Regions from separate parts of the Zea mays genome. Here regions 1, 2 and 3 are each linked to region 4. Evidence: chromatin contacts called from public Hi-C data. All regions are on one chromosome and are shown on one strand. The core of a region is the stretch at or near the end of the contact, and the rest is flanking DNA. Distances in the headings are between cores, read along the strand shown.

Region 1 (3,239 bases), core at 42-2,541, 320 kb before region 4:
CGGGAACTTGGTTACTAAGGTTTTGCCAAACGGTTCACTAAAACAGTTTTATCTTCATCGAGAAAGTTGCTCATGAAGGTGAGCCCCCCCCCCCCCCCCCCCCCACCACCACCACCCCACACACACAAAAACAACTTTGCTAGTGAAGTTGAGCTGTGCCAAACAGGGCCTAAATTTTAGCCAGTTGTAGGTTTGCAGTTGTAGATTGGTTGAATTTACACTAACTTGATCCAGTACAACCAAATTCATATAGCCTGCTGCAAGTGACAGCAGAGAAAATAAAGTTCAGTTGATGCACAAGTGTGAGGGCGGATTCAAACTTTTCATCCTCACCATGCATTTTATACTTGTTCACCCAACAGAAATTATGAAAAGATTACACTTCTCAGAAAATGCTTGTATGTAATGACCTATCTGCTTATTACAATCTACAAGCGCAGGGTCAAGTCAATATTTTTTTGCTCTATTTGCTTCTTGGACTCCTCTGAACTTGCTGTGAAGCTCCCTGTCCATACTAACCCTCCAGGTTCTTCAATTGCAAAAGGCATCCAGCTGCTCATTGGGCCTCCGTCGAATCTTGCTACAACAGCAGCAGCAGCACTTTCACCATGATCCTTGAGGATCGTGGAGTGGGAGTTCACTCTCAAAGGTTGGAGAAAGGAATCAGATGGAGGATTAAGGCCCGTCATCATCTGAAACCTGTATGGCTTTCTTGCTGCACACCTCTCCCTCTTGTGCGCATTCTGGTGCCCACCGAGGGCCTGCGAACTGAAGAACTTTCTCATGCAGTAGTTACAGGAGAAAGTCCTATGTGGAGTGGCCACTGGTTTCACCTCTCGAGGGGGCTTGGCTTCTTCACTTTTCGGCGCATCAAGACCCAGCTTCAGCCATGGTACCGCGGTACTATCATCAGCTAGACCAGCTTCGTTAGCTTGGTCTGCTGCTGACTTGTGCTCTTCCACACCATCAGGTACTCTATCCATTGCTCTCTCTTTGGAAGTAGCAGAAGAGGGGGGGGGGGTGGTCTCTGAAGTTTGGGTTATCGTTCCTCACCCTGCTTTGCTGTTGCTATAAAAAGAAGCGCATCGCAAGGGTCTGCGGGCAGCAATAATCCAGCAGAAAAAAAGGGCAAGCCCTCGGTGAAGTGGACCAGGCGGATATGCTAGTTTTGCAGTAGTGGCAAACATGGTGGTTCTTGTTATTCTTCGAGATGATATACTTGTCATGCGAAGTGACAGGCTTCAACAAACTTCAGTTTCACGTCCAGCTGATTCCCTATCAGGTTCGCACCTGCTCTAGATAGCAGCGTTACGCATTTCTATCAGGCACAGTCCTGCAACCTCGTGCAGGGCCACGACGACTGGATAGAGTTTCGCTATTCTGTGTCTGCCCTGTCGTTTGGGGAGCTATACTGCTCAGTGCTCACGTTTGGTTTTAAAACAAAACGACTTCTATACTGCATGTGGACTTTATTCAGAAGAAACATCAAGTTTTAGGTGGACTGAAGCAAGTTCTTTCCAGGTGATCTGTTTGGCTGACCCATAGCGTAGCATGCTTTACTGAGAGAGAGAGGTGCTATGCGCTATCGGTGCTTTGCTAGTCATCTTTGAACTTATCGCAACTCTCACCCATGCTCTCTTTTTGTCTCTTGAGGCTCAGGCACGGACGCTTGGCATTATTCAACACTAAAAGCCTAGCTCTCAAGCTGCACCACCACGTGAGTGGATTTCAGGTGACATGCATGCAATGCAAGCAAGTGCCGTTGCCACTTGTTGCTAGCCAAAGCCTACATGCCATTAACATTGGACAGGCAGACACTCTGGGAGGTAAAGAACAGAAGCTTTCTGCTGAGAAGCAAGTGGGTGGGTGACGCACTCAAAGCGCAAATAATGATTATGTTTTTCTCTATGCAGGATACGGCGTCTCCTTTTAACTCGTAATCGTACCCTGGCAGCGGCCCAATCCGGACGAGAGGGCGTGGCCGTTTGCGAGGCTCGTCGTGCCAGGGCACAATTATATCTGCAGCTGTGTGGTTACTCATCCTCATCTTGTTACACTTACACAGTGGTACATTTTTTTATAAATATTGTCAATTATATCTGCAGCTGTAGTCGCCAGCTGCTGAGCATGGTTTTTTGTTCCATTCCATGTGTTCTTTCGTCCATCATCTTGGGTGGACGAAATGTCATCTCTGGCTGCGAACCGGCTCTGCGAGCGACCCGGTGCGGTGTGCTGTTCCAATGCAAGTTCCATGATTTCTATTCCGATGTGCTTTGTCACAGTCTCCCCCCATGCGTACCTTCCAGTTTATATGGTCGTGTTTTGCATATTTTCTGTTTATGAAGTGGAATTTCAATTTGAAATAAGAGACCGCTGGAGGTAGAACTGTCATTCACCAAATGCGTGATCAACTGATCATGCATGCAGCACCGGAGTCTGGAGCCACCAACAGCCACGTTGGAGATTGTTGCTGACCGGGTCCATTAGCCTCGTGGGCTTTAAAGGTGGTGAGTTGTAAAGCAGGCCGTCACTCTTCAAGCCCGCAGTGCCCTACCCGCTCTAAAGCATTGGGCCACGACTCCTTTTGGGCTGAAAGGCCGACTCGCACCGGGTGGGCTTTGCCCATCCAAAAATAACCATCCTAACTTGCCGCCCCACAGTGCTGGAAACCTCGCTTCAGCTTCGGCCAGGTGATGCCACTTCTACTTCTTCTTCTTCTTCGCTGATGTAAGTTGTAATTGTAACCATAGTGCTCTACTTTTTTAGCCAAATGAAATAAGTCTATCTACCAAAAGAATCAGGCCATTTATTATAACGTAATAACAGTAACGAGTAAAATCAACTTATAACTTAATTCTAGCACTATTTAGCCATCCAATGCAAAAGGAAGAAGAGAAAAAACACGTAGTAGCCTTCTCAAATCTCAACATCTGCAGGCAGGGCGCCGTGCCGAATCAACTGTGAACGCGTCGGAAGTCGACCAGACATTACATCTTGAATCATCGCGTACATACATTCTAAGCATTGGCTACATGGTTGTACCGGCGCTGCAAACCAATCGAGCGCTACGTGGATGGTGGAATTAATGCCCTTATTATTGTTCATGTATCACGGCATGAGTGCATGCATGAGGATCGATGCCACAGTCAGGAACACACCACTCCCCGCCTGCCTGCTACAGGCGACGACAGAGGCATGCACTAGGCGGTCAATATTGCTGTGTGCACACACAGAGCTAC
Region 2 (3,512 bases), core at 69-2,568, 270 kb after region 4:
GCAGCATCTCGACCAGCGACTCCGCCTGCGCAATCGGGGGAAAAAACGGAAGCGCATTAGTTTGCGAGTTAAGCTGAGACGGGCGAATTGATTGGATATTTCTGTTGAATGCGGGGAATAATGCGAGACGTGGCGTGTGTGTGTGTGTACCTTGGTTTTGAGCTTGGTGCGGGCGGAGGAGGACTGGGAGAGGGCGACGAGGGGCGGGATGGCGCCCTCGCGAGCGACCATGGTGCGGTAGACGGCGTTGTCCTCGCAGATCTGCAGGAGGCAGAGCGTGGCGATCTCCTTCTGCCGCGAGGTGCCGACCTCCACCATCTCGACCAGGACGGGGATGCCGCCTTCCTCCACGGCGGCGGCTCGGCCGTCCCCGGAGCCCAGGAGGGAGTGGAGGACGTACGCGGCCTTGTCCACCATGCCGGACTCCGGGTCGGCCATGAGGTCCAGCAGGGGCCGCACGGCCCCGGCCTCCACGGCGCGCTGCCGGTTCTCGCGCGCGCCGCTGCAGAGCGCGTACAGCGCCGTGGCGGCGTCCTTCTTCCCCCGCGCGCCGCCGGTCTCGAGGAGGGAGACCAGCAGCGGGAGGGCGCCCGCGCGGCCGATGGCCGCCGCGGAGGCGCCGTCGAGCTGGGACAGCCGGAGCAGCGCGCACGCCGCGTTCTCCCGCGCGGCGGGCGACGCGGCGGACTTGAGCGCGCGCACCAGCGGCCGTATCGCCCCCGCCTCGATGATGGCCGCCTTGTTCTCGTCGCAGAGGGAGAGGTTGAGCAGCGCCGTGACGCCGTGCTCCTGCAGCAGCGGGTCCGCGTGCGCCAGCAGCCTGACGAGCGGCCGGACGCCGCCCGCCGCCGCGATGCGGACCCGGTTGTCCGGGTTGTGCTTGGCCAGCAGCCGGAGCTCCATCGCCGCGCGGCGGAGCGAGTCCAGCGACGGCGACGGGCGCTCCAGCTCCGCCACGAGCGAGGAGATGGCGTCCTCCGACGCCTCGGACGCGCAGGAGAGCAGTAGGCGGTGGATGCCCGCGGCGGGCGTGAAGGAGAGGTCGTCGCTGCCGCACTCGCTGAAGGGCTCGGAGCAGGAGGAGTCCCCGCTGTCGCTGTAGCAGCTCGTGCTGCGCCGCCGCGGCGAGGTGGACGCGTCCGACTCCATCCCCTTCGGCAGCCTCGTATTGCGCGGCTGGTCTAAGAGCTGGAGCAAATGCCGGAAGGCGAGGCGAGGAGGAGGACGGCAGAGGAGCCCGAGTGGGGAATGGAATTCGGTTCTTTGCGTTTGGAATTGGATGGGGAGGCGGGCGAGCGAGCGGTGGCGACGCGACCAGCGAATGAAATAGGGATGGGTCGGGCGGGGTTAACCCTCTCGCGTTAACTAATCCACCCTTTAACTTTTTTGTCGGCTTCATCCTCTACCGGCAACTGCTGCCGTCAGATCCATATCGACCGGTGCTTGTCCGCCTCGTGACGAGTCCAATTGTGAGACACAGCGTGGGGCGCCCCGCGCCCGCCGTTGGATCGTGCCTCGGCAGGGGACCAGACCGCCCGACGTGACACGTGAGATGGACCCCGTCCGCGCGCGTGCGTACGGGCGAGGGGTGCACGTGAGGGCGGCAGGGCGCTTGCGGGTCGGGACAGGTCCACGTTGGCGTGCACCACGCTGGGCTGTCTCGGGTGGTGGGCTGGCAGCTGGCTACTGGCTTACATGGCGTTACGGCCTTACCCTTACGGGCCCGCATAGCAGTGAGTGACTCGCCTGAGGAATCCAACCTATCCTTTACAAGCCAGCATGGAGCGTTGTTGAAGCTCTGGTCTGGATTTGGCAAAGCATTGGCATTCCAAGCCGATAGATTACCTGAGATGCAGGGAGACTACAGTGTTAGCTAACTGACTCAACATTGTGTAGTTGGCTACTCCTCCTGTAGCACCAAATCGCTGCTTGGAGTTGGAGTTAAAACTGTTTTTTTTTCTTTACTAAGGGGAACTAATATCTTTTTTGTGCTGTACAAATTGCCGTAAAGTGTCAGGCTTGTGGGGGCACAAAGTGCCACGAGGGAAATGCGATTCTGATATATTACTGTACTTGCTCTCTACTGTACGTGCCCAGTAGACCAGTAGGCCATAGAATACGAAACTACCAACTGGCAGCAGAAGCATTCGCGGACTCGCGGTCGTCTGAAAATCCCACTTAGCCCAAGATCCTACGCGTGTTCGGTGTTCCGATTCCAAATTACTAACCAATGACCGAGAACACAGGGCCAAAAGTTCACGCAACCATTGGGGTCTTTTTTGCTCGAGAACAGTTCCGCTCGCCTCTACCCAAAAGGGATCCAGCCTCCTGCACGGGGAGAACGTCTGAAACGACCACGGGCCACGGCGACCACCAAGGCACCAACCATGGATGGGTGGAGGAGCCATGGAGAGCGAGAGCAAAAAGCGACTAAGCGAGTGAGCCTTTTGCTCGCGTCACTCTACAGCGAGGTGAAGAAAGTACACCGCGCTTGACCAATGACGAGAAGAAGGGAAACAACACCAACGCAACGCCAACCAACGCGGCTGTTGCTGCCGCACGTACTCACACCGGGCTCCTGCCTCTTTAAAATTGATTTGTGTATTTGACCTTGTGCGCTTCTGCCTCTGCGAGGTGGCTGCGTCACTTAGCACTAAACAGCGCGGCATCCTTCCTCTCGAGCCTTGACTCCGACTGACTCAATGGAAATGGAGTGAAGCGGTGCGTAATGACTTCTCAAAGGAGATAGCTCTTTGATTAATCATCGCCTGATTCCCATGGTTGCAGCTATTTCTCTCCCCCCCCCCCCCCTTTTTTACTGACTGACCAACTGTACTCTGTTTGACTTCGAAACCTCGCAGGTTATGTTAAATGACAAACAGATGTCTCTGGGTCTTGTCTCGCCATGGCGGCGCAGCACTCGCGTACACACAGGGGTGGTAATGTATCATGATTTAAATGTTTCTCTATAAATTGCTAGGGTTCTAAATTATGATCCAAATATATCATGATCCAAGTGTTTCTTTATTTCTATTGAATAGAAATAGAATTCAATCCTAACACGATCTGATCCTTACATTTTATAGTGTAAAATTTATATCTCATTATTAACCATACTTACATGGACGTAGGGCTGGACTAGACAAACAACTCTGACAGCGATCATGAATTACTACAGGAGTCCTGACATGGGAGATGCAGTGGATTGATTTCCCTGTTCATATCGCAACTGAGGGCAAGTATGGTCATATTTAATATATGGTCTTTTGAAATGTTTCTAAGATATCGATTAATAAAATATAAGAAATAGACTCTTCTATTGTTTTTTAATTGTATTTATGATTAAAAACTCAAAATTCTATCATACTGTCTTTTATACTTGGAAAACTGATCTATACTTTCAGAATTATACCTGCCCTAGCAGTGGAGAAACTAGCCCTCATGAAGGTAACGTTCTAATTCCTTTGAGTCACACGAACTTCCGGAAATTAGATAACGCTCTTTGTATTATG
Region 3 (3,353 bases), core at 62-2,561, 480 kb before region 4:
CCGTATACACTCAGTCAGGCCAGTTGTAGCCTGGCTGAGCTAGTGCAAGCCAGGCTCCCCTGAGAAGCGAACCAAACGCCCCCGTAGTAGTTCCCGACCTAACCTAACCTAACTAGTTGACGCATGCGGTGTTCTGGCCGAGAAGGACCGAGATCTCGTTGCGTTGACCAAGCTGATGGGCGTACTGGATTGTGGTTGTGGGGGTGTCGAATTTGCTCTTCAGTGCGCTAGTATAGTAGTAGTACTTCTTTTGGACGGGGGCAGTTGGGGAATTTGGCGATATGCCAATATGAACAGTTGGAACTATGGCAACTCAAGTCTCGGATTCCAATCGAGGAATTGCCGCCGGCGAGGCATTGTCTTGTCGCCGCCGCGTGCCCGCGTGGGTGGCAGTGGCACAGCCACTTGGGACAAAGCGTTGCGCGGTCTTTCCACACTGAACGCGCGCGCAGCTGTATCACAGTACCACCTGGAGGTACGCGGGTTCAGTGCAACGTCAGTTTGGCTGTCTCCTTGTTGGTTGCACAGTTGCACTGCACCGGAATGGCTGGAAAATCCTAGGGACCAACCTTTTCGGCTCGCCGAGCCCCCTCCGGCGTGGTGGCCCTCCCCTGCGCTGCGCAAAAGGCACTCGCGCTCATCAAAGGCGCAAACCGCAAAGGCACGCCCGCGGCCCGCGGCGTGGACCTTTTAAGCCCCGCGCTCGATTCCCCCGTCCCCACCCCACCTGCGACGGAACTGCGACTACGAGCTCACCCCACGCCCCTCCCCCCTGTCCCGTCGAGCTCCACAGTTGCTGCTGCTGCTGCCGCTTCTCCGGCCAATATCGGTGCCTAACCTTTTCAGTCCCGGCGGCGCGGCAGGGCGGGTTTCGCCGTTCTTGGCTGCCGCGCCGTCATTCTTGTTCTGGCGGTTTCGTGATCTGCCCCCGCGCAGCGTCTGCTCTGCGGTCGCGGAAACGCCGTGCCTTCTCCGCGCGTCCGCTCGATAACCCCTGCGTCTCCGCCCCGCCCCGCCCGACCACGCCTTGCGGAAGCGTCGCCGTCGTGGTCCGTCGACGGGAGCGCGCGGTCAGTGGAGCTGCGTCAACAGAGTCGCGCACTGCTTTGTTTTGGTGATGGCTCGCGTCGCGTCGCGTCGCGTCTTGATGGAATCATTAACTAGTCTTCCAGGTCAATCCCGTCGTGTTCTTGACTACTAGTGCCGTGTTCGACCCGTGACGCCTGTGGTTGGCGGGCGGAAGGGGTCAAGCTTTCCGATCTTCATTCTTTATTTACACCGCGGCAGCCGGCTCTCAGTCTCAGCCCAATGCTGGCGTGAGGGAGGGGGGTTTGGGAGCGGACAGGGGAGACGATTCTTGAAGAAGATCACGCGCTGATCTTGGCCCGTGTCCGTCCGTGCGCGACCTCGGCGTATGGTTGGTGGCGATTGGCAGTGCTGGTAGCGCGCCGCCGCCATGGGCTGCGTCGCGTCCAAGAACACCGTCTCGGTGACGCCGGCGGCCGACTCGTCCGGCGGGCTCAGGGATCGGAGCCATCCGCGCGCTCAGGAGTCTGCTGCTCCTGTGCCGTTGCCCGTGCCCGTGCCTTCCCTGCGTAGCTCGTCGTCCGCGGCGAGGAGGTCGGAGAAGGTCAAGGACGACGCGGAGGAGCCAGGGAAGGCCGTCGTAGCCGTGGCGGCGTCGTCCCGGAGCTTCCGCCTGCGGAGCCTGCGGAAGAGCCTTGAGGGTGAGCAGGTGGCTGCCGGGTGGCCGCCGTGGCTCAGCGCCGTCGCCGGGGAGGCCATCCAGGGGTGGATCCCGCTCAAGGCCGACTCCTTCGAGAAGCTGGAGAAGGTACTGTGGAGCTTTCGGTTTGCTAGGTGATTCATTTCGGTTGAAATTTCGTGACTGATTCAATTCAATAGCTCGTGGGTCATTTTCCATGACATTTTTTTTTTGCTTGCATGTGGAATTTTAGAAGGATGATAGTTGTTGGGACTGTAATTTGGTCTAACTGGTTGGTATCTTTCTGGTGTCCTTTGTCATGTGTTTCTTAGTAGTAAACTAGTAGTACTCTGTTGGGTGATAGATTGGTTGGGTGATGGATTATGACATGAAGAATAAACTACCATTAGCATAGCAGGCAATTGTTGTGAAAGTAAATGCGGTGAAAAGGAGGTGACTTGGGTGATCTAGTGTTTTCTTCTATGAGGCATCACATGTTTTAGCCGTCTCCATTGTTGGTATGATCTGCTGTACCTGTTAGGGAGTTTTACCTCCTACCGCTTCTTGTCTGTCATCATATTTCAATAGGAAAAGTAGATACTAAGTGGGAGGCAAAGTAGTCTTACTATTGTGCTAGTTTTATGTCTGCAACATGTGTAATGAAACACGTGCATTACTGCACATAAGTTTGCTGCATGACCCAGACTTGTTTCTTTGTTGCACTCTATCTGTAGGTTGGGCAAGGCACATACAGCAGTGTATTCAGGGCAAGAGACCTTGAGACTGGAAAGATCGTTGCCTTGAAGAAGGTTCGGTTCGACAATTTTGAGCCAGAGAGTGTTAGATTCATGGCAAGGGAGATACAAATATTGAGAAGACTTGATCATCCAAATGTCATGAAACTGGAAGGCTTGATTACTTCCCGGTTATCGTGCAGCCTTTATCTAGTATTTGAATACATGGAGCATGATCTTGCAGGACTTTGCTCCTCCCCGGACATCAAATTCACTGAAGCACAGGTTTGTTCAACTACATTTTGTTGCCTTCAGTTGAATTTTGAAGTTATGCAGTGTCGGCCTGACCTTTTCCTCTGATTGTCACCGACTGCAGCTCAAGTGCTACATGAACCAGTTACTGTCAGGACTGGAGCATTGCCATTCACGACATGTGGTTCATCGTGATATCAAGGGTGCTAATCTCCTTGTGAATAATGAAGGGGTTCTAAAGATAGCTGATTTTGGTCTTGCAAATTTCTTTGATCCCAGCAAAAACCATCCTCTGACCAGCCGTGTTGTTACTCTGTGGTACCGACCACCTGAACTGCTACTAGGTTCAACTCACTATGATGCAGCTGTAGATTTGTGGAGTGTTGGGTGTGTGTTTCCTGAGATGTATCGTGGGAAACCTATCCTGCAGGGAAGAACCGAGGTAACTATTTGGTTATATCAGTTAATATAATTAATTGCAGTGCATCTGCTGATCTGCCTGATTCTTCATATCTTTTTGGGTTCTGGCTAACAAACTTTTAGATGCTGTGTTCCTCCAATCCCAATTCACTAGAAGCACATGTCTCATTTTCTTTTATTTTCTTTTTGAACTTTCCCACTTTAGTCTTCCAGGAGGTCAAAATTCTCAAGGATTTGCTTGA
Region 4 (3,387 bases), core at 222-2,721:
AGCACCACCAGCAACGGGACGTTCGCCGCGGCACTGGCCGATCGCGACCCGTGCCGTGCGTGCGTTGGCGGCGGTGGAACCACCGGTGGTGAACGGGAAGCGCGGAAGAGAGGAGGGTGTGGGTTGCACCGTCCAGAAACTGGTTCCCCGCCTGCGAGACTGCTACTGCTGTGCGCCCCAGGACAGCAGTATATCCAGCCAGCACATGCTTGCCACAAACGGAGTGCTTCTATACTGCTCTGTGTTGAGGAGCAGGATAAGCTGCCCCGGCCGCTCCCGCTGTGATGACGATAAGATCGACGCATGCAGCGCCACTTCGCTTTACCCTTGGTCTACAATTTTATTCAGCGACGGACGGAGCGTCGCTTCTGCCAAGAAAAAGTTGGGAAGAAATGAAATAAACAGCTAGCTAACGGACGGCGGCTGGGAGAGCGCTGCTGCCGCCGGCACGCTCATGGTTTCTACGCGCGGCCCAAAAAGGAAGAAGGACAAGACGACGGCTACCTAGACAAACAAACGTTTTTTTCTCGCCGGGATCAAGCACACCACACCGCGCGCCGAGGGGCGCACGGCACGATCGGCCGCTGGCTTTTAGCCAAACCGTCGGCCATTCTCAGACAAAAAGGTTCAGCAGCTCGGGCTCCCTCCCTCCGCCTCCGCCTCCGCCGCCGCCGCTCATCGTCGTCACGGACTCCTCGGAGGTCATGGACGGCGTGCCGGGCCGCCGCCGCCGGCGCCGCTCCCCGGTCGCCGGGGGTGACCCGGGGCTGAGCCACAGCCCGAGGTCGCACGACGGCTCCGGCGGCGCCCCCACGCTCGCCGGCGCGCGCTTCGCCGTCGAGAACGTCGAGCACCCCACGGCCCGCCTCGCCGCCACAGCGGACGCGCCGCGGCGGGCCCCGTCGGAGTCGGACTCGGGCAGCGGGGCGATGGCGCCGCCCCGCAGCACCGTCTCCACCGCCGCCTGGCACAGGTGCCAGCTCCCCGCGCCGAGCAGCCCCACGGCGCCGCTCACCGGGTCGATCGTCCTCCCGGCCGCCTCGTACAGCAGCGACTGGAACACCGCTGCATCGTCGTCGCACCGCACGTACGAGCGAGCGAGCGAGCACATCACTCTCGTCAGTCAAGGATCTCGATCACACGTGATGCGTGGCCGTGGGCCGTGGGGTGGGTGGGTAAACACTCGACCGTACGGACACCCGCGAACCATGCAGCACCTGGATTTATTACCGCTGAGTCGAGAGGATTACCTGGGCGCTGCGGCTCGGGGACGGCGGTGAGCAAGGACATGAGGCCGGCGCGGCCGAAGAACTTGGCGACGAAGGCGGTGGCGTGGCCCTGGGCCTCGGCGCCGCCGTCGATCCACTGCAGGCTCGGCCGCAGCACGCACGCGTCGCTACACCCCTTGCGCAGCATGCGGCACCCGTTGCAGCTCATCCCCGGCCGGCGGCGCCACCACCCACGCTCATACAACGCCAGCCAGCACTGGAGTAGTGGAGCCCCGGGTATATATAAAGCACTGCGCAGCGCAAACAAGGGCTGGGGTCTTCCCTTCTCGGGTGGGTGACCACGAGCTAACCACGGGGTCGGGGTCGGGTCCGGTTAGGCGTGGTGGTGAGGTCGTGAGGACGGCTTACGTCTCAGCTCCGGGCTCCTGGGGCGCAGGTGCGGCTCCGTGTCTCCGCGTACGGTCGGGGGCGATCGCGCACCGCCGGATGGGGATCGGGCGGGCGCCTCGGGTGGTTGCCGGTGCGCCGCGCGCTCGCCCCGTCACTGCTTTCCGCGCCTATGAGGGTTTAGGGTACGTACGCCGACTGGTGGGCGGTAGTGAGCGATCGAGTGCTTCGCCTTTCCGACCACCGTTCCTCGCTTCCCTGGCACGAGGCTACGCGAAGCAGAAACTGAACGAACTTTTAAAAGGTTGGGAAAAAAACGTTACGCAACTCCACCTTTTCGATCTATATATAGGACGTGTTTGGCATGATTCTGCTCTACCCTAGAACAGTTCTACTCTAAAACTATGGGTAGAGTAGTTTTGCTCCAGAGTTTAGATTGTTTCTTAGTAGTGGCGAAATAACTCCAAACTATATGACTAGGTTGTTTTTTTAGAGTTTTTGGAGCAGCAAAAAAGGTACTCCAAAAAATTGTATTACAGCCCCAAAAACTTCATAGAGTTTATAACTCTAGAGTTAAGATGTTTTGCATGCTTTAGCTAGCTCTTTCTTGGAGTTTTGCTCTGAAACCATACCAAATAGGCCATAGTACCTATTTTGTTACACTCGAAACGGATATTTTGTTTTTAACCTGAAAGAATACGTACACTGGAGAGCTAGAAACAGACTGTACCTAATTTCCGTCCAATCACCGTATCTCCTGCATTGGTGTTTTCCACCTTTATGAGCCCGATGTGAGGGTATGCTTGTTTGGTAACTCGAATCAAATTTCATAGCAGACCTGAACCGTATAGTCTGGATTAACTGCAGATAGGCTCAAGTGGACGCAGTCACCCTAGAACAAGAATGTTTGCTTATTCATAAGGATGAGGCCATGAGTGTTCGCATACGTGTTGACGTTTTTGTTTTCTTTATTATGCAGCAGAGCAAGTTGACAAGGGCATCTTCGCTTTCCGTTTGGGCCTCACTAGTCACTAGTCAGTAGTCACTACGGCATGCTACGCCCACGCCCTGCCCTCCCTTGTCAGTTATCGCGGACCGGCATCCGTGCCCTGTTCCCTATGTCTCAGCAAAAGTCTCACAATTTTTTAATTTTTTTTACATTTAAAAAACATAGTTAGACATTCTAAAGTTGTATTTTATGTTTTAATCATATCTTGGCACCGTGATTTAGCTTCAAGGTAACATGTGTCGATGCTATGAGCAATAATGTTGAACTATATAAGGACATGTTCGTTGTGGTCTCAATCCATGTGGAATGGACGAGATTAGATGTCTTATGGAAATTAAACAAAGCATAACTTGTAAGGGCATACATATGTGGAACTATGTAAAACTCCACTCTAGTTCTAAAATGTCTTAGGGTATATAACTTGCTATGCGTATTACATTTTATCTATTGCGTGCAGTGTAGCGAGGTGTTTCCCTTTTCTCATGCGTCGAAAAGATGCTTCCGTTGTATCCTACTTTTTTTCAATCACTCTGGCCATCGAGAGTTGTCTCGCTAGTTTGGAGGGCATCACCCTAACACTGGATGGCACGCACACCATTTTTTTCCGCCTCATTGCAAGTTCATCTCCCTTGCCCTTCAAACATATTTGATCCATCTTCACATACCACTCTTGCTCAAGCATCATTTTTCGTTCCAACTCATGAGCCTGACTCATCTTGACAAAGTATTGGGCTTTGCTTCGATTGGCCTTCCTTGTGGCTA

What was found. Hi-C and Micro-C count contacts between places; a contact is called where the count stands out from the background.
Region 1: a Hi-C map of leaf mesophyll shows a contact between it and region 4, with 3 times the contacts expected there. The contact joins the promoter of LOC103647803 here to the promoter of LOC100285965 in region 4. A contact is called at or near these places in 6 of 25 Hi-C or Micro-C datasets (bundle sheath, ear, endosperm and 3 more).
Region 2: a Hi-C map of tassel shows a contact between it and region 4, with 2.6 times the contacts expected there. The contact joins the promoter of LOC100281873 here to the promoter of LOC100285965 in region 4. A contact is called at or near these places in 3 of 25 Hi-C or Micro-C datasets (bundle sheath, ear and tassel).
Region 3: a contact with region 4 is called in a Hi-C map of bundle sheath, with 2.9 times the contacts expected there. The contact joins the promoter of LOC100191951 here to the promoter of LOC100285965 in region 4. A contact is called at or near these places in 2 of 25 Hi-C or Micro-C datasets (bundle sheath and endosperm).

What each region holds. Positions count from the first base shown.
Region 1 is chr2:215,943,502-215,946,740 of Zm-B73-REFERENCE-NAM-5.0, reverse strand. It overlaps LOC103647803 (zinc finger protein 7), which reads right to left and starts at 1,291. Exons shown (of 1, transcript XM_008672311.4): 1 at 230-1,291. The coding sequence starts at 983. The coding sequence ends at 429.
Region 2 is chr2:215,350,395-215,353,906 of Zm-B73-REFERENCE-NAM-5.0, reverse strand. It overlaps LOC100281873 (exodeoxyribonuclease V), which reads right to left and starts at 1,318. Exons shown (of 2, transcript NM_001154793.2): 1 at 151-1,318; 2 at 1-25. The coding sequence starts at 1,149.
Region 3 is chr2:216,098,503-216,101,855 of Zm-B73-REFERENCE-NAM-5.0, reverse strand. It overlaps LOC100191951 (putative protein kinase superfamily protein), which reads left to right and starts at 1,311. Exons shown (of 9, transcript NM_001137375.1): 1 at 1,311-1,834; 2 at 2,440-2,724; 3 at 2,816-3,133. The coding sequence starts at 1,457.
Region 4 is chr2:215,621,861-215,625,247 of Zm-B73-REFERENCE-NAM-5.0, reverse strand. LOC100285965 reads right to left here and starts at 1,471. Exons shown (of 2, transcript NM_001372348.1): 1 at 1,251-1,471; 2 at 397-1,065. The coding sequence starts at 1,437. The coding sequence ends at 614.